2 separate regions of the Ctenopharyngodon idella genome follow, and region 2 is linked to region 1. Evidence: chromatin contacts called from public Hi-C data. All regions are on one chromosome and are shown on one strand. Each heading gives the region's core, a stretch centred on a gene start, on an enhancer-like site or on the middle of the called end of the contact. The rest is flanking DNA. Distances are from core to core; before and after follow the strand shown.

Region 1 (6,572 bases), core at 2,674-5,173:
ACAGAACTTACCGAACATCAAAAACAATGCTGTGTGCTGGGCTAAATGTGCTCATTATATGTGTGTATGTATGATGGCATTTTAACCAGAGCTAAGAACTTGTGAAGAGTTTATGAAATGTGTAAAGGAGTCTAAACAGCACCAGGAATTCCTCAGTTGCACACAAACGAAGATCTGCTGCAAGGAGACGGCATTACTGACACCTGTACCAAACTTTAATGGGCAATGTAGCTTCTATGATGAGAAAAAACATTTTTAGGGTCACATCTGCTGACATCACATCCTGTTTTTGGTTCGTTTTGATGTCTTTGGTCCATGTTGCGTTCATATTTCTGTCAAACCCCACCAGAGTTTGTTTGGAAGCAGATCAAACGTGCACACCAGGGTTCTTCTCAGCGAACCGCACTAACAGAGCAATCACACCAGAGTTCGATTTAATCGAACCAATCCTGCCAAGTGTGAACACCCTAAAATTGACTAAAAAGTCAATTTATCCTCAGTGTTACAGTGCACTTCTTGGCCTTTCTATTGAATATAGCTGTGTCTATTCAAGTAGCTGAGTAGATTATAGTCCAGTTCACTGTAAACTAAATAATTTAGGTTATAAGAAGTTCATCTGGGGGGAAAAAAGGGATCAGCGGCATAGAAAACAAGGTGAAGATCCAGACCTCAGCAGGCACTTTGAACTATAAACCAAGCCAATCTGAGAGACTATCATATAAGACATGAAGAGTTGAAGACCTGAGAAAAGGTGTAATTTCTCCTTTCTTTCTTAGCCACACTTAGTTTACAAAAAAACAGTACCCGGTTTTAACCGGCAGAGGGCCGCCTTTTACCTGCTTTTATCTTTGACCAATTGTGAAGCGACTTTTGTAGACTAACAATAAACTGTTTCGGGAGGGAAAAAAAAAATTGTGTTCATTGGCATGTTCGTGTGACACCTTGATTATATCTGTGTACGGACGCCATATTTAATGTATCGCGAATAAAAACGAGGCTATGAGGGATATATTTACAGTCTACTAAGCTAATACTCTGATGTGCCTGGGTTTCAAACATTGAAAATATCTCTCCATAATATTTCGTGATACAAGATCTTAAGACAATACAGCCTGCTGGACGAATTGTAAGTATAACTCAGTGCCTCGTTCCTGTTATTATTTATTTAAATTATTGAAAATTCTAATCTAATAAGCACCCAATGTGAAATAAAGCAGAAAAACTCGTGTGAAAGTGGTATATGAAGTACCTCGTTCTTGAGTCTTCCTTTCTTTAGACCGACGTCCAACTTTTTGGTTGGGAAAGATACTAAAACCTGTGGAAAGTTAAGTATAAACCTAGTTCTTATCATAAAAATGTATCATGTAAAACCGGGAAAGACGTTTTACTTCTTAAAACCCAGTTTAAGGCCTCTGAGGTACTTTTTAGTGCAGCTTCGCGCCATCAGGTGACCAGCGCGGGAATGAAAAGCCGCGCATGCTTGAAGATCCAGCAGTTGCCATGGAAACCCCGCGTGAGCGCTGGAGGAGAATCAATCTCATACAGAGAGACAGAATACAACAAAGCATGCAGTGTCCATTGAAAATACGTGTTGATATTCGCGAAATTTAAAGCGGTTAAAGCATATTTTACACATGACATGTAACGTTTGTTCAATGTTAAACACCGTCAACCCAAAAAGATTGTGTGTGAGAGCTTATGAAGCACTCGTGATGTTTTGTCGCTTTATATGCGAGGCACGTGCGCGATTAGAATTCAAGGCGCGCGCTCTCTCGCAGTCCTTGTGAGCGCGTGGTGTGCCAAATACAAACAGCCCACTGTATGAGACCCGCAGGAGCTGATGTGCATCTAAAATACTGTGTTGTTTATATCGCCTTGCAGGAATGTGCATATAAGATTTTAGAAAAGTGTAATGTAGCATGGTACATTTATTTAGGCTACTGTATATGCCATGTACTGAATGATTGCCATATTCTTGTTTGCATTGTGCTTAAAGGGATAGTTCATCCAAAAAGGAAAATTATCCCATGATTTACTCACCCTCAAGCCATCCTATATGACTATCTTCTTACAGACGAACACAATCGGAGAGATATTTAAAAATATCTTAGTCGTCCAAGGTTTATAATGGTTGTGAATGGGGGCCGCGTTTTGGAAAAAAAAAAAAAATGCATATGACTCCAGGGGGTTAATAAAGGCCTTCTAAAGCGAAAATATCCATATTTACAACTTTATAAATTCAAATAACTAGCTTCCGGCAGACAACCGTACACAGAATGTGCAAGTCGACTTGCGCCAAATGAGTAATCCTCTGACGCGGTGCATGTAGGAGTATCATACGTTTATGGTGCATTCACACCAGAAGCATGATGCATTAAGTGCGAGTGATTTACATGTTAAGTCAATGCAAAGACGCGATAGACATCCTGCGGCGCAACTGAGGCAGCGCGAATTGAGCGTTTCGGGCGAATCGCGCAAGTTGAAAAATCTGAACTTTGGTGAATATTCGCGTCGCGTTAACCAATCAGGAGCTTGCTCTAGTAGTGACGTGATTACGATGTAGCGAGCGGAGGCAGAAATCCGAAACAACAATGGAGGACAAAATCATCGCTGTATGTGGATACCCGGAGCTGTACGAGGATACCCGGAGCTGTACGATACATCTTCGTAGTTTTATAGAAACAGGAGTAAAAAGGATCTTGCTTGGAAGAAAGAGAGTGAGGAGGTCGGACAATCTGGTAAGTTGTAAAAAACACTCTTTACACAATTTGAGCTATATATATATATATATATATATAGAGAGAGACTACAAGCTAGCTAAAGCCGGCAAATTGAGCTTATTTGCCGTATTTTACAACTACTTTCCAGCTGACGAGTTGATGTGTTTATTGAGAGGAAGTGTGCAGAAACGAGACTGGAGCTGCCTGGCAGAAGCCCCTCTCATGATGCGAATTCACGTCTGTTGTGAAGTGAATTTCACGCGTGAATGAAGCGAGTAAACTCAATGTTCAAGCGCCCAACTACACGCGAATAGTGCGTTTTATTCACGCAAGTCGCGTCTGGTGTGAACGCCCCATTAGACACCTCTCGCAGTTCAAACAAATACAGCTGGGCAACAAACTCAAGCTCCTCTTCTCTTATATCGAAATCCTCCCACATTTCTCTTTAATTATCGTTTTAGACGTAAAATCCACGACCGGTGATATGTTTTGCTCTATCCTCTGCGCCTCCGCGTTCGTCATTACGTTGTGCATCAGGTCAAAGGACATTCTTCCGCCGCAAATCGACTTGTGCATTCTCCGTATGGTCTTCCGCTGGAAGCTAGTTATTTGAAGTTATAAAGTTTTAAATATGGATATTTTTCTTACAAAAATGCATCACTTCGCTTCAGAAGACCTTTATTAACCCCCTGGAGTCATATGTATTACTTTTTTTTATGGATGGATGCATTATTTTTGACTTCGAAACGCGGCCCCCCATTCACTGCCATTATAAACCTCGGAGGACTAAGGAAATTTTTAAATATATCTCCAATTGTGTTAATCTGAAAGAAGATAGGCATATACACCTGGCTTGAGGGTGAGTAAATCATGGGATAATTTTCGTTTTTTTGGTGAACTATCCCTTTAAAATAATACCATTAAAGTTCTAGTTAGTTTTGCTGATATGCATATTAAGTGTATGACGCTTATGAAGATGGGAGGACCGTTATTGCTCATGAAAACAGATAGAGCTTATAAAGAAATCCATAAAACTATAAAAGGAAACTAAGATAAAGAAATGTGTGTCAGCTAGCCCCAGTCCCATCACCTTCTTCTAATTAAACTGCCTGTAACATCATTTACAGAGCAAGCGCTATTACACAAGGGCTCGCAGGTACATCCGTCCACGTGCTTGAAGAACGACTGCAGCAGCAGCAACGCAAGGGGGCGGAGCCGACTGGATAAGCCACGCCCCGTTTGCGACTGCACGGCTGAGCAACAAGTCGCAACCGGTCTGCAGAATTTCCCGTTGCACGGTTATGATCGGCGCTCGTGCCCTTGAAGAGCGACATACTCTCGGGTTTTTATGATCATGTGATGTTTATATTCGATAATCATACGTGAATGTACACGCGGACCCCGATGGAGAAACACATCTGCTGTGTTTGCAGTGAAATGACGGACTGGAGTTCTGTTTGAAGGTAAGAGACCCACACATCATGTCCGCTTCCATATATTGTTACTCGGTACAGTATTACTGGATACATTATGAGATTTTAGACTCGGATTTTTGAATGTTTAGGATTTAAAATAGGTGAATGAACGTCACTCTCCGGTTTTTAGTAGCGAAACTCTTTGCCACGTTTGCAGTGTTTTCATCCCAAAACCAACACAGTTCACTCCTTCTGCGCACGAGCACACTTTATAGTGACACCGGCATTCATTATTAAATCATTAAAAACATTATTTAATGCTTAGCATGCGATAATTTCGTAAACTAATATTATATGAATCCAAATTTTAGGACATTGTAAGAATTGCTAATGTTATACGCGCGAATTATTAAATCAGAAAGACACGAAATTCTTAATGTTTCTTGTTTACTTCAAAACTAAACTAAAAATACATTTCCCAGTCTTATATATATATATCTATAAAATATAAAAAATCTATATATTTTTTATATAAAAAATATAAAAAATCTTATATATATATATATATATATATATATTTACAAAATTATGTATTTTGAATGAAAAAACCTTACAAAAAGTACTGTTCCAGTACTATGGTACTAAAATCTATGTATTATAGTATTTACATTGCAGAATACCATGGTACTTTTTGATATATATATATTTATTTATCTTATTTTTATTTTTTTATTTTTTTTGTAAGTGTACACATCTGTCCACTGCCATAAAAGACAAAACATTACAACTTTTTTTCCCTATGTTGAATGCTGCGCACTAAAAAATGCTGGGTTAAAAACATCCCAAGTTGGGTTAAATATGGACAAACCTAGTGAATAGGTTGTTTTAACCCAGCGTTTGGGTTAAATGTTTGCCCAACCTGCTGGGCAGTTTTATTTAACCTAACTATTATTACTATAAATAACTATATGTCTGACTTAAAATGAACCCAAAATAGGTTGGAAAGTAAAAATCAGACACAATTACTAGAGGCTACAGTAATAATCAAAAGGTGAACATTTATTAATATGTTTATTATTTGATTATTATTTATTAAACGTATTAAAAAATGTTCATTTCCAACCTATTTTGGTTTCGTTTTAAGCAAGCAATACAGTAATTTTGTAAACAATAGTTGAGTTAAAACTATTAACATTTAACCCAACCGCTGGGTTTGTCCATTTTTAACCCAACTTCGGTTATTTTTAACCCAGCATTTTTTAGAGTGTGTCAGAAAATAAATAAATAAAGATTAAGATTGCAGTCAAATGCAATTATGACAATGTAATAATAAGAATGGTTTTAAAGATCTGTCCACTGTAGATGTCATCCATCAAAGGGTTAATTTTATGCATTATGAAATATCAGACTAGCTTGTTTTTATTTTTATAGATATTTAGTTGTGAAGGACACTTAAGGCTAGTTGTGTTTTCTTTCATTGTGGTGTTACCTATATGTTTACATGGAGAAAATTCTGCAACAGACCCAATAGAAATAAAAAACTGGTGTTTTATTGAGTTAAATACATTCAGTTTTGTGTTTGAAAGAGTTAATGGTCAGCCGCTGACTTGGGAAGAGAGGAGGAAAGTAGTTTAATGCGCCGCAGCTCTTCTGTGTTCAAGTCTTTGAGCTTTTTAGCTCTCTGCGGTCATCTATAGTCGTCCTTTAACTGTATTAAATAACCTCTTATGTTATCTATACCATTAAAAATAGACCAAACCCTTTGCATTGGCTGTAATGGTGTTTGTTTTGGCACAAGTTACACAACCTTGAACAGAAAAAGCAGACTGTTCATTTTTCCTGTGACGTTGGTTTCCAGTGGCACTAAGTGCTGTTGACATTCGTTGACCTCTGATGCTTATAGCGAGAGCTTAAACATGTAAACACACACCGCTTTGTGTATTACGGCTATAATTAGCATCTATTAAAATCTGATATTATTGTATTAGACAAAAGATGAATGGTGCTCAGAATATGAACCTGGTGTGTGGTAATGTGTGTGCTCTGTACACACCGCGTTTGAAGTGAAACACTCATTATGATGTTGCAGTGAATGTGAATTATGTGGTTTTGCGGACAGTTCAGCTTCTGTTTATGCTGCAAGTCAATTGGTAAGACTTGACTCCAATTGCAAAAGCAAAAGTCATGTGTTTGTGTTGAGAAACACATTTACTTAAATACATGCTTAATGCATCAGAGCATGTGTGGCAACAGCTAGTTTGTCAGAGTATATTAATTTCAACAGATAACCATAAAAGAGCCAGATATGAATGTCTAAACCTCTCAGAATCAACCAATGTTTTAACTGACGACGTAACTGACTGCGTTTCAGGCATATCATGCTTGTAAGAATGCATGCGTAAGGTCGGTTAAAAACATAGGCAGTGCATTGGAATGA
Region 2 (6,063 bases), core at 1,642-4,141, 130 kb before region 1:
GATGAAAGTAAGTAAATGATGACAGAATTTACTTTTTTTTTAAGATAATTAACACTTTTAACCCTCTTAGATCCACCTTTTGAAATGTGAATTAGGATCAACCTGTTTATTGGTCACTCCTCGAGGATAGCGTGCGATGTCATCTCTCCTTCGCTTGACTTTTTCCCAGTCTTCTTCCCAGAGTTCCCTCCTGTAGTCAGATTTCTGCGTCATGATTCGCTGATAGATCTCCTGGTTTTCATGAGTCACCTGCAGAAGCTTCTCCTTCCTTTTCTGTGCGTTCAAACTGTAAAACATTTTCATTACTTGAAACAAAATAAATTATTTAAAAATAGTTTATTTTGGCTATTTCTAAATAATTATTTTGTTTATTTTGTCTAAATATTATTTAGTTTATATATGTATATTTAATAGATAAAAATTACTTATTTTATTTCAGCTAGATTTCTCATTTTAACTTTGCTTACCTTAATGTACTAAAATAAAAGATAAAATGGAAATAAAAATAAAAAATTATATAGATTAAAAAAATAATAAAAATGGCAAAAACACAGAACAAAAGTACTAAAACTTTATCTAAAATGAAAACAAAAATATAAAAATATTTTAAATAAAGTAAAAAAAAAAAAATATTATAGTACATTAATGAAACTAAAGTTACAGATCTGGCTTTTACATTTTCTGAAGAAATTGTGCATGAAATCGAGCACGAGTCAAACCTTTTTTAAACAAGGACGAACCACCAATCCTACTATCATGATACTGTAGAAAAGCGCAAACCGTGCAACCACAACACTCCTCAGCCGAACTACAGGATCCCTCAGGTATGATGGAGAATAGGTTATGTGTCTCTCAATAATTCATAAAGGCTTTGTCAACAGCCGAGCATTAATGATTCAGCCTGTCAGTTTGAGATCCGGAGATGACATGAGACGCCGCGGGAGATCAGACAACTGAAACCCAGCTTGAATAAACACCTCCTAACCAGGTCACAGTGTTACTATGTTAACCAGCTAAACACCGATGTTTGAGCACCTATACTGTGGGTAATGGTTCCTGTGGTCCACCAGTCCTTTCGAGCGAGTGATCGCAGCCAGTCTGCTGGCCAGGAGGTGGTTGTCTCTCTCTATGATGGACATCCTCTCTTCCTGCAGCTGAAAACAACAGAAACTCATTGTTTACATGCATTTGATGTACTCCAAGTTACTTCAAAGAACATCATGGTAATGCAGTAGTACTTACAAAATCATTTCTGTCAACTAACAGTTATACACTGTATAAAAGTTGTAAATAACAAGAAAATATTTCAGTTTTTCTGCTTTAAAATTGCATGTTTGCACATTCAGTGTGTTACTTGCCATTTCTTTGTAATTATTTTCTTTCTTTCTTTCTTTAGTTGAAAAGAAATGAAGGTTTTTGAGGAAAACATTCCAGGATTTTTCTCCATATAGTGGACTTCACTGGGGTTCAACAGGTTGAAGGTCCAAATGTCAGTTTCAGTGCAGCTTCAAAGAGCTCTACATGATCCCAGACGAGGAATAAGAGTCTTATCTAGAGAAACCATCGGCCATTTTCTAAAAAAAATAAAAATTATATACTTTTTAACCACAAATGCTCATCTTGCACTGCTCTGCGATGCGCCACGCATTACGTAATCACGTTGGAAAGGTCACGCGTGACGTAGGCTGAAGTACCGATCCAGTGTCTACAAAGCGAACGTGCAAAGACTAAGTCAAACGGCCTTTACAAAAAAAGGTAAAACAACGATGTCTGGCGATTTTGAAGTTGGAGAAAATGAGATGGAGTTTTTCGCCCTACCGCGGTACTTCCGCCTACGTCACACGTGACCTTTCCAACATGATTACGTAATGCGCGGCACATCGCAGAGCAGTGCAAGACCAGCATTTGTGGTTAAAAAGTATATAATTTGTATTTTTTTTAGAAAATGTCCGATGGTTTCTCTAGATAAGACTCTTATTCCTCGTCTGGGATCATGTAGAGCTCTTTGAAGCTGCACTGAAACTGACATTTGGACCTTCAACCCATTGAACCCCAGTGAAGTCCACTATATGGAGAAAAATCCTGGAATGTTTTCCTCAAAAACCTTCATTTCTCTTCGACTGAAGAAAGAAAGATATAAACATCTTGGATGACATGGGGGTGAGTAAATTATCAGGAAATTTTAATTCTGAACAGAACTAATCCTTTACGTCCTACACCAAATGTTTTTCAGTGTCCTTGATTATGAATTCGTCTATAAACTAACATATGAATCTGTTGTAATAGTTGCAATAGAATAGATTTGTAAATAAATTCTTGTTTACATATTAATTAATCAGACACCTGGACTTTCTTCAGTTTGTGCTGAATATGCACAGGTGTTTGGATGCCCTTGGTGTCAACCACAGGTTTGGCCTCTCTCACCTTAGAAAGAAATAGAGAGAGAAAATCACCATATAACGTTATATATATATATATGTTTCTGTTTATTTCCTATAATAAACACATTAGCTAATGCATCATTATCCTGGACATGCTAAACTTGACAAAAACACAACAGAATTAATAAACCTTTAATTAAAAATATAAAAACAACTATTTTTAATAAAAAAAATAGTATCTCAGTGATACTAAAATAACTCTGCACCGAAGTACTAAAGTATAAAAGTCGGTCTTAGCGGCCCAAATTATTTTTCGCGCTATATTAAACATGCTAATAAAGCAAATAAACGCATCACACGCTCAAACCTTGCAGCGGTGGTCTTCATATCGTGTCTGGTCCCATCTCTGCTGCAGGAATCTGTTGGTCGCAGGTTTCAGAGGCTGGTAGGACTTGTGCATCACTTGGCTTCTGTTTAACAGATGGGTGTTCGTCGTGTTTCTATTTATAAAACGGGCAGTTCTGGCCCTTGTTGCTGATTGGTCAACAGCAGTGTCATATTAAAAGATCGGTGTATTATCCTTAGCAACCACCCTTAGCAACATAAACATGTGTTTTTGTTGGTAAAACCAACAGACCAGAATGTTTAAAAGTAAATTTTGATCTATAGGGCAGCGTGACAGTCGATGAGTGATTTGAGGAACAATTTGGAGATCCTTCTGAGGAAAAAATGTGTTGGAGCTTTAATTTTGTGGTATAAATAAAGTATTTATAACCGTTAATCGTGTTATTTTTTGTTTTATATTTAACAAACACAATTTAAACGGTTCAATTTATTAATATTTCAGCTAAAGTAATAGTTTATTAATTAGAGAGATATGCGACCCCCCCTGCTTGCGTAATATGTCAATCATTCTTTTAATTGTGAGGCCACGCCCCTCTGGTCGCTCCATCAGATCGCGTTGCGGTTTATGGTCAGGTACTATTTCTTTTTGACATTTAATGATTTTATGTAAAAACAAGTAACACTTTGAGTCATATTTTAGCCTTTAAGTCACTATGAAATCAAAAATGACCATTCTTTAATATTGCAGTTGTTTTTTTATTATTGTTATTTTATTAATATGCCTCGTAATCTTTAATCAAAATGTTTCTTCTCTTCTCTGATACTCTGGACAACCAACCTGTCACTCACATGAGATCAACCAATAGCAAACAACAAGCATCAAATCAATGCCCCATGCACAAAATTAAGCCCCGCCCTACATTTTTTCTTGTTTGAGAAGCCATTGTGGTGGCAAATCAGGTCCTCCCTCGAAATCGTGTCTCTGTTAGGACCCCAAGCGATCTCATTGGCTCAAATTACTTTTAATACTCTCTTTAGCACCTGATTTAAATTCCTACAAAATCATGTTATGATAAATGCTGTTTGAACTACGTTATAATGAACATTAATGTCTGTATTAGCGTATGTACTAGCATAGCCTGATGGCTTAGTTTACACGCATTTGCACTTACCCTACATGTATTCACAATCATCTTTAATGTAATTAATTGTTAAATTAAGTGTCAAATGTCCAAATATTTCAGTTATAAAAAGAATAATGTTCATTTATTCACTTAATAGGCTATTATTATTATTTTTAATTAATTAACAGGTGAAAGAAATTACATTCAATTTGTTTGATTATGCACTATATAGTAAGCTATACATATTTTAAATTAATATTGTTCGTATGTACTCAGTATCATTAACTGATAGTTGATAGAGACCCGATTTTGAGGGAGGACCCGATTTGTCATGATGACACCGTTTCGTTCGGATATACGTCACAATAGAGAAGAAAAATCTACTTCCGCTTCATGTTGACTTAAAAGAATGATAGAATTTAGAGTTCTGTTTCCCCTTTTAGAATCTCTAAAATGTTAGAATTCAGAATGTTCAGAACTCAGGATTTCAGAATGTGTTCTGTTGAATTGAGATGTCACTGGGAATGCTGGTCTGATATTCCCCACAGGCCTGGATCTGTTACCATGGCATCACGGCTCACCTTCCTGCACCAGTATCCCAGCAGAAGAGATCAGGTGTCCATGAAGTGAAGCGTTCACAGCCCACTGACTTCACTGAGCTCAATGAACACTGTGAGGTGGAGCGGAGAGAGTCGAAAGAGGGTCATAAGAGGGAATTCACTGCAGGGAAGACCGGGGCTAGTTGTCACACTTTTTACCCTAGTTTCTATATACACAAAACTGAAAGTACAAAAAACTCATTGAGCACTGCCTAGAAAAAAAATGGTTCATTTAACATACATTGAGCGCTATAGCGGGGCATGTTGTCACATAGACAATTATGAAACACAAGAGAATTCATGTAACAGCAAAAATGAAAAATATAAACAAACATCGTTTTAACTATCAGCATTAAATTACAAAATATAAGGATTAGTAAAATTTGAAAGCAAGCATATGTGTATCTGGATATTTGATTTAAAAGCTCATAAATAGAGATACAGGCCTTGTGACTAATTCATATTTCAAAACAACTTAGTCCTTCTAAAGGGGGAATAGTCACAAAGGGTCAGAAATTAAACATGTGACAACTTGCCCCAGTCTACCAGAATTGTGCCGTGCAGCTTTATTGAGTAATCTGACTTGAAACAGCTGAATAAAACAAGCCAGAGAAAGTCTCTCCTCCTGAATAGGACAAATTGAAATAGAATTGATCTGAAGACCCAGGAAGTACTGACACCCGCTGATCCTCTTTTGACCACCAGGTGGCGCGATTCCCTCATTATTTGATCCTACTGGAAGAATCTTTGTTTTGCAGTCCTGTAAAGTTTGCAGAGACCCAGGGAAAAACACCAGCCTTTCCTGATTACAGTGCTGAATTTCACGGCTTTTCCATGAAAACGTGCGTTTAGCTGCATAATAAACATCTGCTCGACAGACAGCGTGAAAACAGCGTCTAAAGGAAAGAATCTGAGGTATTTCTGCCACGTTGTTTGTTAAAACGGTTGCAGACATTTAAGTCATATTTATTTATATGGCGTTAAATACAATACAGATTGTTTCAAAGCAGCTTCACATTAGGAAAACAAATGTGTTGATGTTGTAAAATTAATTAATTATAAAATGATTAAATGCTAATTCAGCTCTACAGAACACAATATTGTCATTATAATACAGCACATTTCTGTAACATTGTCGACGTTGCAAAGTTAATTTCAGTGTTAGTGTTTGTTCAAACAATAACTCGAGAAAAAAAAAAAAACAATGCTATGGTTTAATTACTCAAGATATGTAGAAGTGAGGAAAGGTCCACATATGGTGACTGTTTTGTGATATAAGCGATATTGTGACAGAAATGTATTAATTTGTTACAGGAGGCTGTGTAAAAAAAATTAAGTTTACTGTAAAACAAATATACTGTGCTAAACATACAAAATATATATTGTGGGTGTTGCTAGGGCATTGCTGGGGTTTGCTTGATAGAGTGTTGTGGGTGGTTGCTAGGGTGTTCACCATGGTTGCTAGGGCATTGCTAGGGTGTTAATGCAAGTTGCTAGGGGACTCTTAAGGTGTTCATGGTGGTTGTGTTCAGGGTGTTGTGGGTGGTTGCTAGAGCGTTGATAGGGTGTTCATATTGGTTGCTATGATGTTGTGGGTGGTTGCTAGGGTTTTTA

Evidence for each region. A called contact is a pair of places that touch in the nucleus more often than the background predicts.
Region 2: a Hi-C map of muscle shows a contact between it and region 1, with 4 times the contacts expected there. The contact joins the promoter of si:ch211-284k5.2 here to the promoter of LOC127507311 in region 1. A contact is called at or near these places in 2 of 2 Hi-C or Micro-C datasets (both in muscle).

The regions. Positions count from the first base shown.
Region 1 is chr24:4,779,577-4,786,148 of HZGC01, reverse strand. It overlaps LOC127507311 (GRAM domain-containing protein 2A), which reads left to right and starts at 3,923. Exons shown (of 12, transcript XM_051884301.1): 1 at 3,923-4,183.
Region 2 is chr24:4,913,614-4,919,676 of HZGC01, reverse strand. si:ch211-284k5.2 reads right to left here and starts at 2,891. Exons shown (of 5, transcript XM_051884224.1): 1 at 2,749-2,891; 2 at 2,344-2,424; 3 at 1,036-1,154; 4 at 103-286. The coding sequence starts at 2,841.